5 separate regions of the Mus musculus genome follow, and all the other regions are linked to region 5. The links are chromatin contacts, called in public HiCAR-type and promoter capture Hi-C maps. All regions are on one chromosome and are shown on one strand. The core of a region is the stretch at or near the end of the contact, and the rest is flanking DNA. Distances in the headings are between cores, read along the strand shown. Region 1 holds the start of 2310016G11Rik (RIKEN cDNA 2310016G11 gene). Region 2 holds the start of Rcn3 (reticulocalbin 3, EF-hand calcium binding domain). Region 3 holds the start of Ptov1 (prostate tumor over expressed gene 1). Region 4 holds the start of Bcl2l12 (BCL2-like 12 (proline rich)). Region 5 holds the start of Mamstr (MEF2 activating motif and SAP domain containing transcriptional regulator).

The links. Promoter capture Hi-C pulls out the DNA fragments that hold promoters and counts their contacts. HiCAR-type assays count read pairs that join an accessible place to other places. Capture Hi-C pulls out chosen DNA fragments and counts their contacts.
Region 1: a contact with region 5 is called in a promoter capture Hi-C map of liver, with 5 times the contacts expected there. The contact joins the promoter of 2310016G11Rik here to the promoter of Mamstr in region 5. A contact is called at or near these places in 3 of 39 promoter capture datasets (hematopoietic stem and progenitor cells, liver and pre-B cells).
Region 2: a HiCAR-type map of astrocytes shows a contact between it and region 5, with 2.3 times the contacts expected there. The contact joins the promoter of Rcn3 here to the promoter of Mamstr in region 5. A contact is called at or near these places in 7 of 39 promoter capture datasets (cranial neural crest, embryonic stem cells, hematopoietic stem and progenitor cells and 3 more), 1 of 115 datasets of contacts at active chromatin or transcription factors (astrocytes) and 1 of 9 other capture datasets (liver).
Region 3: a promoter capture Hi-C map of adipose tissue shows a contact between it and region 5, with 2.7 times the contacts expected there. The contact joins the promoter of Ptov1 here to the promoter of Mamstr in region 5. A contact is called at or near these places in 1 of 39 promoter capture datasets (liver), 1 of 115 datasets of contacts at active chromatin or transcription factors (astrocytes) and 1 of 9 other capture datasets (adipose tissue).
Region 4: a promoter capture Hi-C map of the HPC-7 cell line shows a contact between it and region 5. The contact joins the promoter of Bcl2l12 here to the promoter of Mamstr in region 5. A contact is called at or near these places in 7 of 39 promoter capture datasets (the HPC-7 cell line, cranial neural crest, frontonasal cranial neural crest and 4 more), 1 of 484 Hi-C or Micro-C datasets (muscle stem cells), 3 of 115 datasets of contacts at active chromatin or transcription factors (embryonic forebrain, microglia and thymic regulatory T cells) and 1 of 9 other capture datasets (liver).

What each region holds. Positions count from the first base shown.
Region 1 is chr7:44,666,885-44,669,799 of GRCm38.p6, reverse strand. It overlaps 2310016G11Rik (RIKEN cDNA 2310016G11 gene), which reads right to left and starts at 1,567. Exons shown (of 5, transcript NR_152106.1): 1 at 1,443-1,567; 2 at 498-601; 3 at 1-137. All of the region lies in intron 1 of Myh14 (myosin, heavy polypeptide 14), which reads left to right.
Region 2 is chr7:45,090,878-45,093,759 of GRCm38.p6, reverse strand. Rcn3 (reticulocalbin 3, EF-hand calcium binding domain) reads left to right here and starts at 1,547. Exons shown (of 7, transcript NM_026555.2): 1 at 1,547-1,664; 2 at 2,072-2,319. The coding sequence starts at 2,078. It overlaps Fcgrt (Fc receptor, IgG, alpha chain transporter), which reads left to right. Exons shown (of 7, transcript NM_010189.3): 7 at 405-767. The coding sequence ends at 514.
Region 3 is chr7:44,868,253-44,871,447 of GRCm38.p6, reverse strand. Ptov1 (prostate tumor over expressed gene 1) reads left to right here and starts at 1,780. Exons shown (of 12, transcript NM_133949.2): 1 at 1,780-2,097. The coding sequence starts at 1,927.
Region 4 is chr7:44,996,150-44,999,122 of GRCm38.p6, reverse strand. Bcl2l12 (BCL2-like 12 (proline rich)) reads left to right here and starts at 1,544. Exons shown (of 7, transcript NM_029410.3): 1 at 1,544-1,660; 2 at 2,131-2,245; 3 at 2,437-2,579. The coding sequence starts at 2,139. It overlaps Irf3 (interferon regulatory factor 3), which reads right to left and starts at 1,475. Exons shown (of 8, transcript NM_016849.4): 1 at 1,215-1,475; 2 at 246-418. The coding sequence starts at 410.
Region 5 is chr7:45,638,227-45,641,256 of GRCm38.p6, reverse strand. It overlaps Mamstr (MEF2 activating motif and SAP domain containing transcriptional regulator), which reads right to left and starts at 1,280. Exons shown (of 10, transcript NM_172418.2): 1 at 1,227-1,280; 2 at 418-555. The coding sequence starts at 475. Rasip1 (Ras interacting protein 1) reads right to left here. Exons shown (of 12, transcript NM_028544.1): 12 at 2,165-2,572. The coding sequence ends at 2,373. It overlaps A030001D20Rik (RIKEN cDNA A030001D20 gene), which reads left to right and starts at 2,499. Exons shown (of 2, transcript NR_152217.1): 1 at 2,499-2,574.

The sequences.
Region 1 (2,915 bases), core at 318-2,817, 970 kb after region 5:
GGCATGATCACCCGATGTCTCCTCCTCGATCACCTTCTCGATTGAGGAGAAGACCCAAGCCTGAGGCTGGCATAGCATTTTGACATCATATCTGAGGATTGGGGCATCCCACTTCCAGGGTTCAGGAAACTGAGATTCTAAGAAAGAAAGAAAGAAAGAAAAAAAAAAAAAAAACCACGATAAAACAGAACAGAGACCTGGGTCCTTTTCCTCAAATAATTTTTGTTGATCTCATGAGCCTCAATTCCTAGCGAAGAAAGTGAAGGTTCAGAAGGCTGGAGGGAGATTCGAACCCTAGCATACTTAGTCCGGCTCTGTGCCAGCCCTTCACCTTTGCCCACAGCCGCCCACTTGGCAACAGGTTCTATCTTTGCTGGCTGCTGTGCCAGGCCCCGCCCCCCGCCCAGCCCGGCAGGTGTCAGGAGACGTCAGAACCCGGTCCTGCCTTCCTGACGGGAGAGGCCCCACCTCTTGCTGGACCGCAGAGCCGGCCTCACCTGGGTGCTGGAGAGGATCTGGACTCGGAGGCCTCCCCATCTCTACCGCCAGGCGCCCAGGTAGCCTCGGGATCCGCGGGATAAAGGAGCTATGCCATAGGGCGCTGGGTCGGGACGAGAGGGAGTTAGGATCCATGCTCCCAGAGCGATAATGAGCCAGGTACCCCAAGTCAGAGGGAAGAAGCTGAGCGTGGAACCCAGTGTCTGAGCGAGGAGAGCAGAGGTCTGGACCCTAGTGTCTAAAGGAGGAGGGCTGAGGTCTGGACTCATGTGTCTGAAGGAGGAGGGCTGAGGTCTGGACTCATGTGTCTGAAGGAGGAGGGCTGAGGTCTGGACTCGTGTGCCTGAGGGAGGAAAGCTGAGGTCTGGACTTCTGTACCTGAGGGAGAAGGGCTGGGGCCAGGATCCCAGGGTCTGAGGAAAAAGGACCGGGTCCTGACCAATCTAGGACTGAGGGAGGAGGCTGGGCTGGGGTCAGTACCCCTGGGTTTGTAGGAAGAGGTTGGGTTCTGGACCCCTGAATCTGAGAGAGAAACTGGGGTCTGGACGTCTGGGCCTGAGGGAGGAGAGCTGGGGTCAGGACCCCTGTGTCTGAGGGAAGAAGGTGGGTCCTGGCCCCTTGAGTCTGAGGGAGGAGGCTGGGGCAGGACGGGATCTATGTCACCCATTAGCTGAGGTCATAAGCTTGGTGCTGCCCCAGCCTCTGCCCAGGCGGGCGGGGCCCTGGCTGCTTTCCTTTTCCACACAGCTCTGTCTGCTCCTCCCAGGTGCTCTCACCTGCCTAAGTGACACTAATGAGTCCTGGCACCGCATTCCTGCTGCCTGAGGGAGGGGTGTGTGGCTGGGGCTCAGCCATTTGGGGCCAGGCCCTGGGCCCACCCTCTTGGCTTGGTTAACTTCCCTGAATCCCCACATCCCCACTTCCGACCCACGGCTGCAGCAAACCTCTCGACATCACCCGTGTCCAATGGAGACAGGGCTGGAGATCCCACTCCGGGGTTCTGGGCCTGGACTCTTGGTCTGAGGAGGCTTGCGGCTGCTCTTAAGCTGTTGGGAACAGCAGGGCTGTGAGGTACAAAGCCACCAAACTCTTCCTGGTCAAAGGCTACAGGGCTGGAGAGGAAGCAAGTGGGTGGGGTGGGTTAAAGTCCCTGGGATGGGGCTTGGCTCTGGGTGTATCTACCACACTGGAGCCTGGGGCGATCCTCGGCTCTTTGGGCTGACCATTTGTGGAGCACAGGGGGCCAAAGTGAGTGGGAACCAGGCTACTGAGGTTGGTGTGTGTGAGGAGGGCCAAGAGGGTCCCGAGGCAGAGGAGGTTTGCATGTGGGAGAGGCTCCTGGGGCAAGCTTGAGAGAACAAGATCTGGGAGGACACCTCTTGAACAAGCTGAGCGCTTGGATGGATGCCCCTAAGGTGTGTGTTGGAGGTGCCATTAGCCTGGTACACAGAAGTGAAAATGGAAAGCAGAGATGCAGGTGTCTTCAGGTGTTGTCTGAGTGGGGATGAGGCGGTGGGTCAGTAGGGGCTGCTTGCTGTGGGCCATTTTCTGCAGGATATTGGACAACCCTGAATTGGCTGTGTTTCCTAGTCAGCATCCCTGGAAGTAGGGGGAAAGGCCCAGACACCCTGACTGCCTCTTGCAAGCTTTCTTAAAGAGTCTTGAGACTTAGCTGGGTCCATACCCCAAGACCTGCTGAAAGGCAGGGCCCCAGCAACTCGTGACAGGTTTCCAGAGCCTGGGCTCTGAAAGGCCTCTGAGAATGTTGACTGAACGTGAGAACGAGTGAATGCATGAAGCCAGAGAGACTTCAGGGACTGGGCAATCAACCTGTAATTATGGGGCAGGCACGACCGAGCGGTGCACAAAACGTCAGCCGTGCCCCACCTGGGCCCCATCTTAGAGTGTCAACCGTGGTGGCAACCTTTACTGTCCTTGCCACCTCACCTCCTGCCCTCTTCTCATTTCAGCTGCAGACACAAGGCACATTCCTGTCCCAGGGCCTTTGCTTTGTCCCTGCACCCCAGTAGCCTGCTGGTTAGAGTCACTCAGGTCTTTAAAGACCTGAGTCTTTAGGGAAGGGTTCTCCAGTCAGTCCAGTTAAAAATGTGAACACAGTCCCAGCCCCAGCAGGAGGTATAGTTCCCCTGCCCTATACCTCCCACAGCCATTTATCACCATTTAAACCATTTGCATGTTTATAACAATGTATCTTTTTATTCTGTTTCTTGAGATGAGAATGGTATTTACTGTCTAGTATAAACAGAGCCCAAGCCATGAGTGTATTTAAGTTTTATAGTAACCACATTTGGGGGTGGGTACTGGAGAGGTGGCTGTGTGGTAACAGCTCTGGCTGGCTGCTCTCCCAGAGGATCTCAAGCCCCAGGACCTACATGATGGTTCAGAGCCAGCTATGC
Region 2 (2,882 bases), core at 298-2,797, 550 kb after region 5:
GCGGGGCCGTGTGCAGGATTGGGTGGGAGTGGCCTTGTGCAGGATGAGGGAGGGGCGGGGCCGTGTGCAGGATTGGGGTGGGGCGTGGCCGTGTGCAGAATGAGGGAGGGGCGTGGCCGTGTGCAGGATTGGGGAGGGGAGGGAAGGGGCCGTGTGCAGGATTGGGGAGGGGCGTAGCTGTGTGCAGGATTGGGGAAGGGAGGGGCCGTGTGCAGGATTGGGGGTCGTGGCAGGAAGTAGCGACTCAGAAAGAAAGAGGGGAGGCAGAGAGATAATAGAGACAAAAGAGTCCCTGACCACCCTGGGAAAAGAGATGGGAACAGAGACCATAGCGTGACCCTGTCAGGTGTGTTGGGTGGGTGAGACCTTAGATACTTGTGCTGACCTCTGTTCCTCTCTCTCAGCCCCATGGCTTTCTCTCAGCGGCGATGACTCTGGTGACCTGTTGCCTGGTGGGAACTTGCCCCCAGAAGCTGAACCTCAAGGTGCAAATGCCTTTCCAGCCACTTCCTGATGCAGACTCGGGCCCCCTGCCCACTGCAGCCTTTCGGGCTGTGTGACCTCCTGAACTGTCTCCGAGCCTCCTGAGGGAGCCTGGGCCCGATGTCCTCCCATGGATCCCTGCTTTTGTGGCCTGCTTCAGTTTCCCTTCTTAATGTACATGGTTGTTTTCCATCTCCACATAAATTTGGCCCCAAATCTGTGTGTGCATCGTTATTCTCAAGTTTCAAGCAGCTGGAATAAATTGAACGCGTCTGGGAAAGATCATATAGACACCTCTTGATTGCTATCGTGCAGCCTGGCCATTTTATAGACCGAGTTGTGTATGTGATACCTACACTGTACCAGGCATTGCTTCTCTTCTTTTTCTTCCTTCCTTCCTTCCTTCCTTCCTTCCTTCCTTCCTTCCTTCCTTCCTTTCTTTCTTTTCCTTCTTTTCTTTCTTTCTTTCTTTCTTTCTTTCTTTCTTTCTTTCCTTCCTTCTTTCTTTTTTTTTTTTTTTAACATTTATTTATTTTATGTATCTGAGTACACTGCAGCTGTCTTCAGACACACCAGAAGAGGGCATTGGATTCCATTACAGATGGTTAGCCACCATGTGGTTGCTGGGACTTGAACTCTGGTCCTCTGGAAGAACAGTCAGTGCTCTTAATTGCAGAGCCATCTCTCCAGCCGCGCTCCCCCCCCACCCCCCCCTTTTTTTTTTAAAGACAAGGGTCTCTCTACGTCGTCCTGGCTGGCGGCAAACTCATAGAGACAGACTGCTTCTGTCTCCCAAGTGAGCCAACCAAACCCGACCTCCTCTTTTCTGAAACGGATCTAAGAAATGGAAAGAGTTTTTAAAAAATACATTCCCCTTAATCCCCTGGGGCCAGAGACTCTGGAGGTGGTCGTGCAAGTCGGCCCATATGTTTGCTGGGAGTTGTAGTTCAATATCAGCCTTATCGCCCACCACGCCTTCGGGTCTGGAGCTCGGCCTTGTGGACGTGGCAAGGGGGTCGTCATTGGCTCCGCCCCTGAGGCTTTCCTGCGCAGTCATTGGTCAGAGGGCGGCAGCCTCTGGACGGCTGGTGGAGGAGCTTAACTGGAACCTGGCCAGGTTGGGCATCTTTGTGCGAAAGCAGAGCTCAGCGTAGGGAGCTAACTCAGGCCGGGTAACAGAGGTGTGGTGGGGTGATGGTGGGGTGAAGGTGGGGTGGGTGGAAGGGTGGGGGTCGCGGTCCAGCCTGGGGGCAGCACAGAGGAGCCTGCATGATGCTTTCGGCCACCACCATGCCCTGAACTTTGGGTGGGACATGCGCCACGTCTCTAACTGAAATACCCCCTTTCTGCTCTGAGACTCCTCTGAGGCTCGGATTCCACCCCCAGAGGTTGTTTTGCCTTTAAATTCTCTATTCTTTTTGCCGACTTTTCTTGAGCCCAAAACTTTTTGCAGCCTGCGCTTTTATCGGCCCTGCCTTAGGCAGCCTCCTCTACTCCGCCCCCTTCAAAGTTCTCCCACATTATCTCTGGTTCAGACACCCCCCGCCCCCAGTCTTATCCCTGACCGCTGGTCCTCACCTCTCCTCAGGAACCGATGATGTGGCGATGGTCGTTTCTGTTGCTTCTCTTACTGCTGAGGCACTGGGCCCTCGGGAAGCCATCCCCTGATGCAGGACCTCATGGCCAGGATAGGGTCCATCATGGAACCCCCCTGAGCGAGGCCCCCCACGATGACGCCCACGGGAATTTCCAGTACGACCATGAGGCGTTCCTGGGACGAGACGTGGCCAAGGAATTTGACAAACTCAGCCCAGAGGAAAGCCAGGCCCGACTTGGGTAGGAGGATGGCGGGGGAGCGGGGCAGAAGTGGGAGGTGGGGAGAGAGAAGTTAACTGAAAAGACAAAACTGTGGCACTCACCTCCTGGGAGAAGGCGGAGCTAAACCTGAGGCTGTGGGGGACCTGCGTCACCAACCCCTGGGTTCCCCTCTACCTCAGTCCCCCCTATGCCTCTGTCTGGACTTCCCTCTTCTCTCTTCTAAACGGGACGCCGACTCTCGGTAGAGACTGAAGACAAGGGATTTGAGGAAGATGCCAAGGTCAGAGATCAGGTTGACCTGGGATGAGTGATGCCAACTGGACTGGACGGGCTTGCCCCGTTTCTAGGTGACAGATACAGTCAGCATGGGCCCGGGACAAGAAGGCCACTCGTGCAAATATGCTTGATTATTTTCATTGTTATTAGTACTTTGAGATCGAATTTCATTTGTGGAACTAGCTAGTCTGAAATTCACTCTGTAGACGAGACTGGTCCTGAATTCAGAAATCCGTCTGCCTCTGCCTCCCGAGTGCTGAGATTAAAGATCTGCGTCTTTAATGTGATGGCAATTTCTAATTTTA
Region 3 (3,195 bases), core at 531-3,030, 770 kb after region 5:
ACACAGACAAACTCTGTCATGAAAAACAAAAGAAACTGCTTGCCCTTGACAGTTGTGAAGTCCTGGCTTTGTTCTTCACCCTTTATCTCTGTCGCCCTGCAAAACCCTTTGGGCTCAGCTTCAAAATCAGTTGTTGCCACTGCTGCCATCAACTTCATTTGCAGCCAACCTGCTCCACTAGTGGGCTTTGGGCTCTGCCTGGATTCCTTACTGTTGTTGCTATGGAGACTTTTATGTAGACCAGGCTGGCTTCAATCTCATGAAGTTGGTGTGACCCTTTTCCCTTACCTTTTTTTTTTTTTTTTTTTTTGGTTGGTTGGTTTTTCGAGACAGGGTTTCTCTGTGTAGCCCTGGCTGTCCTGGAACTCACTCTGTAGACCAGGCTGGCTTCAAACTCAGAAATCCGCCTGTCTCTGCCTCCCGAGTGCTGGGATTAAAGGCGTGTGCCATCACGCCCGGCTTCCCGTACCTTTTAATTAATGCCTAGTGTCACTACTCAATCTCTATTATTATTGTTTATTAATTATGAGACAAGGCTGTCGTATTAAGTCAGTTGCCCAATCAGGTTTTGAGCTCACTTTGAAGTGCAAGCAGACTCTGAATTATGTGCACATGTGACACAGGACTTGTGTGGGGCTCAGGGAGCACTTTGTAAGGGTCTCTTTGCTCCTCCCACCATAGGGTTTAGGGAAATTGAACCCAGGTTGTCAGGCTTGGTGGCAGACAAGGACCAGGTGACCTCTCTTGCTGCTCACCTTCCAGTTTAGCTTTTTAAATCAATTATAAAACACGAGATTTTTAAAAAGCCAGCCTACTGCCAGGACATTTGCTCCAGGTGACAGGCATCATAGCTTGGGTGTGCTGTCAGGGGCCTGATATAATTTGGTTAAAGTAGTGTATGAATCAGCAAGGAAGAACAAAGTATAGTCCAAATAGGTTTTCTAGTTTAAAAGAAGGCAGGAGGGAACTTCTCGCATGCAAGAGGCTATAAATTCAAACCTCAGCACCCTATATATAGTTTAACAGCCACGTGTAGTAGTGCACACCCAATTAAAGGTGAAGACAGAAGGCTTAGGAGTTCGAGGTCAGCCTGGGTGCATAAGCTAACACTGCGTAAACACAACGCCACTTACATCGAGCGCAGATAATCTAAGGCTGGATAGTATCACAGGTTAAAAACAAACGGAAGCAAGAAATGCCACTGCACAGTCCTTTCAGATCAAGAACGTGATCTGGGTAAGGCAACTGCTAGAAGGCCCAAGCAACAGTGGGCAGACCCTGGACAAATGGGCCAGCAGCTATGCTGGTCACGCCCAGGCTGCGAGAGACCCGCTGGAAGTTGTAGTCTTTTAGCCACCTTGCCACGTCACCGCCTCCAAGAGGCAAGAACGCCTGGTTCCTACATCTACCCCTCAGTCTGGTGGTAGGTTCCGTCGCGCCACCCATTATCCTGTCTACCGCCTTCTGTCCCTCCAGCAGTGAGGACTTGGTATTGTCTCACCAGCTCGAACTCTTGTAGCACAGTTTCTCTCTTGTCATTTCCAAGTCTGAAACCCTCCCTCCCTGACCTTCTTGGTTTGCTCCAGCCACACCCCCTTACAGTCCTCCATCCCTGTTTGTCAGCGCTGGCTCCCCAGCTCCATAGTCTGTTGGTTAGCGCCGGCTCCTCCTCTCCCCGGCGTTGGTCCCGGCTCTCCCTCTTCTTCCACGTTGGTAGGCGCCAGCCCACCCCCCCCGCATCTCCCCCCAGCTTCGCGTTGGTTGGCGCCGGGCTCCCCTGTTCGCTGCAGTGGTTCGGCCGCGGCGACCCCTCAGCGGCGCGTCCCCCGCCGCGGTCCCGCTCCGCTTCTCCCCGAAGCCGCGCGCCCGCGCCTGTCGGTCGGCGGACCCGCAGCCCCCCGTGAGGCCCACGGCCTCCCACCCGCCATGGTCCGCCCGCGCCGTGCCCCGCACCGCTCCGGCGCCGGGGGCCCCCTCGGAGGTCGTGGCCGGCCACCGCGGCCCCTGGTCGTCCGCGCCGTGCGCTCACGTTCCTGGCCTGGCGGTCCTCGAGGCCCGCAGCCACCGCGGATCCGGGCTCGTTCGGCCCCTCCCATGGTGAGTCCCACGGCCTGTTTCCAGAGCCTTCCACGCACGCCCCGCCCCGCCACCCCTCCCCTGGCGGGCGCCTTTGTCCGCAGCGCCCACGGGCCTCCCGCGGGAGGGCGCACCCAGGGGTCCGGGATCAGTCCTTGATCGGCTCTGGGCGCTCCCCTTTGTTGCGCGGCGGGCTGGGCGGGGGGCGGGGTACGGAGGCGGGGCGGGTTCGAATTACTGCTGACTGCGCGGCCGGCTGCACACGCGCGCGGGGGGCGCCTGGGGTGCACGCTTGTTTTTCCAATTGCAAAGTTGGTCCTCGGCCTCCGGGTCTGGAAATGCGCGAAGCGGCCGGTGGAGGAGCCCGGCGCTTACACGCGCGCCCAGCTGTTGCTCGCGGGGGCGTTGTCCCCCGGGGCCAGATGGCGATTGTGGACAGTCCCTCTATTTGCATACCCGCCCGCCCCGCAGCTAGCCCAGACCTTAAGCCTTAAGATAAAGCTTAAGGTAAATATTCAGCTCTGTAAGTTCGTGGGGTTGTCACCTTTTTGTCCACTCAGTAAACGTGCGCGCACTTTCTAGAAACATTGAGATTTTCTTGGGGCAACAAAATTGCCCCCATTGTGATGGTGGACTCGTGGCCACACCTGCGCATGCTTGGCCAGCGGTAAGCTATTCCCTGGCGTGGTACTGACCACTTCAGACTTCTGACGACGTTGTTCTCCGAGGAGCTGAGGCGGGTCTGTCGCCTGGATCACCTGAGGAACGCAGACACACCCCTCGCTGTAGTACAGCCTAGGCTTGAAGTTTTCTCTTGGTGTTGGGAGCCCTTCCTGGGGTCCTCATATGTGTCCCTTTTCTACAAATGTGACTTGGCTCTGGCCATGCAGTGCGCAAACAGCAAATCAGGCATGCGTAAACACGAACTTGGCGCTTAGTGGGCTTCATGTTCCTAGTTTGTTTCCCTGCTGTTGTGGGCATACAGGTGTTTTTGGGTGCAGGCAAACACACAAGCCTCTTAATGGTTATCCCTCACCCCGCACTTGAATAGTTTTGGATTTTGTTTAGGTTCCTAAGTGTGTTTGCCTGATTTTCACCGACTGTGTGGTGGTGTACATG
Region 4 (2,973 bases), core at 295-2,794, 640 kb after region 5:
CCGTAACAAGATCTGACTCCCTCTTCTGGTGTGTCTGAAGACAGCTACAGTGTACTTACATAAAATAATAAATAAATCTTTAAAAAAAAAAAAAAAAAAAAAAAAAAAAAGAAACGCAACCTGGCTTTCAGGATTCTGTTCCTAGAATCTGCCAATCAATTCCCGTCTGTCCCTCCAGTCCTATCCCACCCCCTGCCCTGGTCCAGCCACACCCAGAAATGCGTCTGAAATCTTTCCCCCAGCACCTGGAAGATGCCAAAGTCAGCCATCTGTGCGTCCTGCCGTAGGCCATGCTTCCACGGGATCCTGAACCTCGTTCGGCTCTCGTCCAGCCAGGCCACGCCTTCCAGCTGCCCCAGGTCCAGCTGTGACACCAGCCAGGGCAAAATCCGCGGTTTCGGGGTTTCCATGCTCTAGCCTGCGCACCACAGGACAGTTCCTGAGCCTGTCTGTCACGGGGCAAATGCACTCAAACCTCTCCGACCCGCCACAACACAGGTCTTCCTTCACCATTGTGTACAAACGGGAAACTCCTTCCCACCTTTCCAAATCCAACGGGACCGCCTCTCCTACCCCCCAGAGTCTTCTATATGAACTCTACCCATAGGTTCCTTCCCTTTTCTAAATGTAAACTCCTATTATCCAAAGCTGGCACCCTATTTCAAGAGTGGAGTCCTCTTTCCCTCGTCTTTAAAGGATCCTAACTGCTCTCACAACCGCCTCACCCTTGCAGAAAACCCTTACTCATTTCCAGAGTCTTTTCCCAGGTGCTGTCGCTTCTTCTGTTTTTTTGTTTTTTGTTCCTATATTGTTTTTACGGATGTTTGAGACAGGGTCTTAGTATGTAGCATAGGCTGTCCTTGAACTTGCTATGTAGCCAAGGCTGGTCTTCAACTCACTCTGTGGCCCTGGCTGGCCTCGAATGCACTCTGTAACCCAGGCTACCCTCAAACTTATTCAGTAGCTCAGGCTGGTCTTCAAATCGCTTAACCCATGTTGGTCTGGCGCTCATTCTGTCGTCCAGCCTGGCCTGGAGCTCACTGGCCTTGAACTTACAGCAATCTTTACTGCCTCCAGCCTGGATGCTGAGACTGCAGGCTTCCGTCTACAACGCGTGGCCATTCTGCTTTTCGGTAGCCGAGCTTCTGAGCGACAGGTTTGCCCGATCCTGCGCCCTGAGGCCGCCACCCTCCCGGCTCTTCCGCGTTACCTACCAGGGGAGGAATTGGGCGCCCGTGCGGCGCGGGTGCCAGCAGTGGTTTTGGGGCTCCCAAACAGTAGTTCTGAGACTCGCAGCCACGCAACCCCCTTCTTTGTCAGCTAAGCCTCCGAGCGCTGGGACTTCCTTTTCTAACGATATTTTGAGATATAAAAAGTTTTTCTCAACATTGACGAAATAAAGTCAAGAAATCCCGGAGCGCACTTCGGCTTAGCAGGCCTAACTCCCTCAAATGCCCTTTTTTGGCCTTCCGCCTACAGGCATGCTGGGAACGCCATATGCAAATGACCGCAAAAGAAGGCTCCACCCCTTCGACGTTGGGGCGGTTGCCGTGTCGGCCCAGTGCGCAGGCGTGGGAAAGTTGAACTTCCGAAGTAAAAGTTTGTAGAAATTGTGAGAAAGCGTGTACGCCAGTGCGACGGGGACACAACCGCGAGCCAGGTGAGCTGGGTGCCAGGGAGGGGACAGGGTTGCAGGAAAGGCCACAGCCAGTCCTGCCAAGCTGTGACTTCCAAGCACCCGGGGTCTCCCGGTGCACGCCAGAGGTAAAATTGGAACTACATCTCCCAGCAGACTGCTCGGTGAAAAGTGGGGAAATCGGACCAGCGTTTGCCGCAAAGCATACTAGGATTAGTAGTTCCCTATTCTCTACGGTCTTCGAGCCTTCTTTGGCGCTGCTAGCTGAGAGGGAACTCCAAACCCCCTTCCCGCTCCTTCCTGCAAGAGTTCAAGCACTCATTTACCTCCTTTCTTAGACTCAGTAATTCAGACCGTTTCTCCTCAACTGAATCAACTGCCCCACTGGCCCTTAAAAACCACCTTTTCCTTGGAGTTAGGCGCCCTCTTCATTCAGTGATTCAGAAGTTTGAGTTATCCCTGCACTTGGGTGCATCCTCTGTCTTCTGCCTCAGGTACCCCCATGGCCGGCTCTGAAGAGTTGGGTCTCCGAGAGGACACACTGAAGGTTCTGACGGCCTTCCTTAAGCGCGGTGAAGTCGCTGGGTCCCCTGTCCCAACTCCACCCAGGTGAGTTCCACTCCCCCAGCGTCAGCCTTTGATGGGAAGATCTTCCTGAGTCTTGTGGTCCAAACCTATCTACTCCCATCAGACCTAACTCCATGTGCCTGGGCTGAGTTTCAAGAGTGATCTTCCATGAAAGGATGAAGGGATCACTTGCCCAGACCCCTTCGGGATAACTCCGAGGTTCTTGTCCCTAGGAGTCCTGCCCAAGAGGAGACAACAGATTTCCTGAGCCGCCTCCGAAGATGCCTCCCTTGTCCCCTGGGGAGAGGAGCTCCCCCCACGGAGTCCTCTAGGCCCCACTTCCTTCCCCTCCGCCCCTGCTATGGTTCCGAGCCTGGTAAGAGATTTATTCAGGTCACTTGTGAAACTTTCAGGGCTAGGAGTTTTGGTTCCAAAAAATCCAGACAGGACCCATTATAAAGTCAACACGGTTCAGCTTCAGCACAAGCCATAACCATTTCAAGTCTTTGTCACACCTCTTTCTAGCGGGTAAGTGTAAGTGTTTGTGCTTGGATAGGAGGTACCCTGGGGCTCCAAAGCCCGGGAAGCATGCAGCTCTGAAGGGAGAAGGGGTCCCAGTGCAAGGGATGCCTGAGACTGGGGGCCCAAGAGCCACACAGCGCTGAGGTGGGACGTGTCCCGATGGAGGGGTATCCTGAGACATGGGGGCCAGGACCCTTACAGCTTTGAGAGGAAGTCTCCTCAGCAGAGGCATTGTGGCTCCCAAGGGA
Region 5 (3,030 bases), core at 31-2,530:
ATGTTCAAGACTTGACCCTCAGTTTGGGGGCAAAGAGTTTCCAGTGCACATTTCTGCTCCTCTCTGAGTGTTCAGAACTCTTTGCATTGGCAACAAATCCTGGCTAATGACATTTTCAAGGCTTGATAGCTCTTGGTCCCCCTGCCACACACACATGCACTTCAGGTCTCAGTTTGCTCCTCTGCTTTGCCTACAGGTCAGTTTAAGTCCTTTGCAACATATGCACTCTTGGGTGTCACCACCTATGGCTTAGCAAGCCATGTGCACATTCATCTACTACTCCACTCCATAGCACAAGTGACATTGTATGTGAACACCACTGGTCGATTCACGCATGCCAGAGAATCATGTTACTGGGACCCTGGGCCCTGGCTCCGGGACCCCTCCCCACATGCATAGAGACAAGCAACCTCTCACCAGAGCGGAACTTGGAACGGATGATTTGGGAGCGCTGGGAGGAGGCTGCCAGGGTCATTGCCAAGGCTGAGGTGGAGACCTGGACAGAGGAAGCCAGAGCCACCAGAGCGCGGCAGGGTCAAAGTGGATGACGGGAGGCTGCCATTGGGGGAATTTTGGAGACAGTGTGAAAGGTTAGAGACAAAAGTACTGGGCCAGATCAGCTCTTTTGGGGGATGACTGGTCTCTGGGCCCTTGGGTCTGAGAAAGGAGGGCTGGTCCTGAACCTCCGGGTGTGAGAGACACGGGCTGGGGCCTGGAGCCCTAGGACTGAAGAAAGGTTGCGGCCTGGAGTTCTGGCTGGAGGGAGAAGTACTTGGGCATGGACTGCTGTGTCTGTAGAAGGCTTTGGGCCTGGAGTTCTGAGTCGGAAGCAAAAGGGCTGGGTCTAAATCCCTGGATCTTGGCGGTACAGGAAGGACCTGCGTCATGGGCTCCTGCATCTAAGAGGGAGAGCATTGGAATCTGGAGTTCTGGGCCTTTGAAAGTGCAGGAAGCAGTCGTCTGGAGTCTGAACCCTGAAGGAGGAGGAGATTAAGGACGAGAACTGCATGCTGTTAGGGACTAGAATCGAAGATTCTAGGACAGACGGGAATCAAAGAATATGACAAGTGTCTGGGAAACATAGGGGTCCCTGAAACAGAATGGGTTGAGTGTCATGCACGGGGCTCTGTGGGAAAGATATTGGGACCAGAAGGGGGAACCAGAACGGAGAATGAAGGGTAAAATGAAAAAAAAAAATCCCCATATCTACCCCAGGGGCTTCTCACCAGGTAGGCTCCTCTCAGCTACTCAGCTGTGCCTTGAAGCGGGTGGAGTCTCCCGGATTAGGCTGGAGACCTTAGGCTCCACCCCACAAGCCTTGGGCCGCCCTCGACTCCCCTTTCTAGGGCGAGTGGGAGTCAAGAGAGCGAGCCTTGGATCAGAAGCCCTGCAAGGACCCAGAAAAGGGGCGGGACACACACGCCGTGAGGACCGGCCTGGCTCACTTCGAGGGTTCCCTTACTATCTCCTCCCCCGAGTCCCGAGCTGTGGGTTGGGTGGAGCGGTCACTGGCGACAGACAGGAGCAGGTGCAGAGAGAGGGACCCGGGTGAGCAACAGCGGCAGGTGGTCGTGTTCAGACCCTGCCGGCAGGTGCCACCTGTTGGTTCTTTTTTTCCTGACACAGCAGTAGGAGTCAAGTTCAGAGGAGGGGAAAGTTCAAACATGAGGCCCAGACTCCTAGTTCTAAAAAGGAAGGGGGCAGAAGTCAGGACTCTGGGTCTGAGGGTGGTGGACGGAGTCTTAGGCCTCTGGTATGGGAGAGGAGAGCTGAGGTTTGCATTCTTGGATCTGATGGAATAGGACTAGTACCCGAGAGGTGCTGGGTGTTGGAAGTCAGCGGTGTGCACAGTAGGCAGACAGCATCGGAAGGACTGGGGGGAGAAAGCTAAAGTTTGGACTTTGTAGGTAAGAGGGAGATGGTGATGACCTGTTCTCACTGGTAGTACATGGGGTCTGATATTCAGAAGAACATGGTCCAGGCTGTGTTCCGAGTTGTGTGACAGTGCTCAGTACTACAGGGTCACATTTCGTGCTAGAGGGCAAGCTGAGGCCATGGCTAGAAATATCTCCCCAAACTCGGCAGACGCCCAACGTTCCAAGCACAGTCCCTGGCACCTTAAAAAAAAATCTTTGCTAAGGCCCCCAAATCTTGACAAGTGAGGTCAATACCACAGATATTTTTATTACTTCTTGGCATTCACATCCCAAGCCCATCTTCCCACTGTCCCATCGTCTACCAACCCAACAACTCAAACTCTCAGCCGTCTACGCAGGGAAAACTACAACTCCCAAAATGCTCTACGCCCAGGCGGGCTCCCTTTTAAGAAGCGATGCAGTTTCAAGCTGCGCGCGTTCCTTTCTCATTGGTTTTCAAGGTGTCGAAGCCACCGGGGGTCCATGGCGATGATTGGCTGGCAGCTCCTGCTGTTCAAGATCCCAGAGGAGGCGACGGAGCCTGCGCAGTTCTCTATGCAATGCGTCATCTGTCACAGGGCCGGTGAGGCGCAGGCGTGAGCTGCCCAGGGGCAGGATGAGCGGAGGGTGCGAGGAAAAACTTTCAAAGATATCCCCTGTGAGTACGAGGAAAACCGAATTAAAAACTCAGCATGAGTGTGAGGTGGTCTATCTCCTTAAGTAAGAAACGATGAGACTGGGTTCCCTGTGTTTCAAAGGATGACGGGAATTTTAGCTAAAACGTGTGTGTGGGGAGGGGGGAGGAGGTGACACATAATCCCGGCACTCTGGAGGCAGAGGCAGGTGGATCTCTTTGAGTTCGAGGCCAGCCTGATCTACAGAGTTACAAGACAGCCAGGGCTACAGAGAGAAATCCTATCTTGAAAAGCCAAGAAAACTAGGGAAAAAAGGCCCATTACCAGGAAAATAGGGTCCCAGGTACCCTGGAACCTTGAGGATGGGCTGGGGAACCTTGGGAGATTTCTGAGGATTGAGAAACCTATCCCTCTGTTAGTTGGGTTAGGGCAAGAGATGTGGAGAGACGAGGCTAAGAGATTAAGTCTAAGTAAAAAAA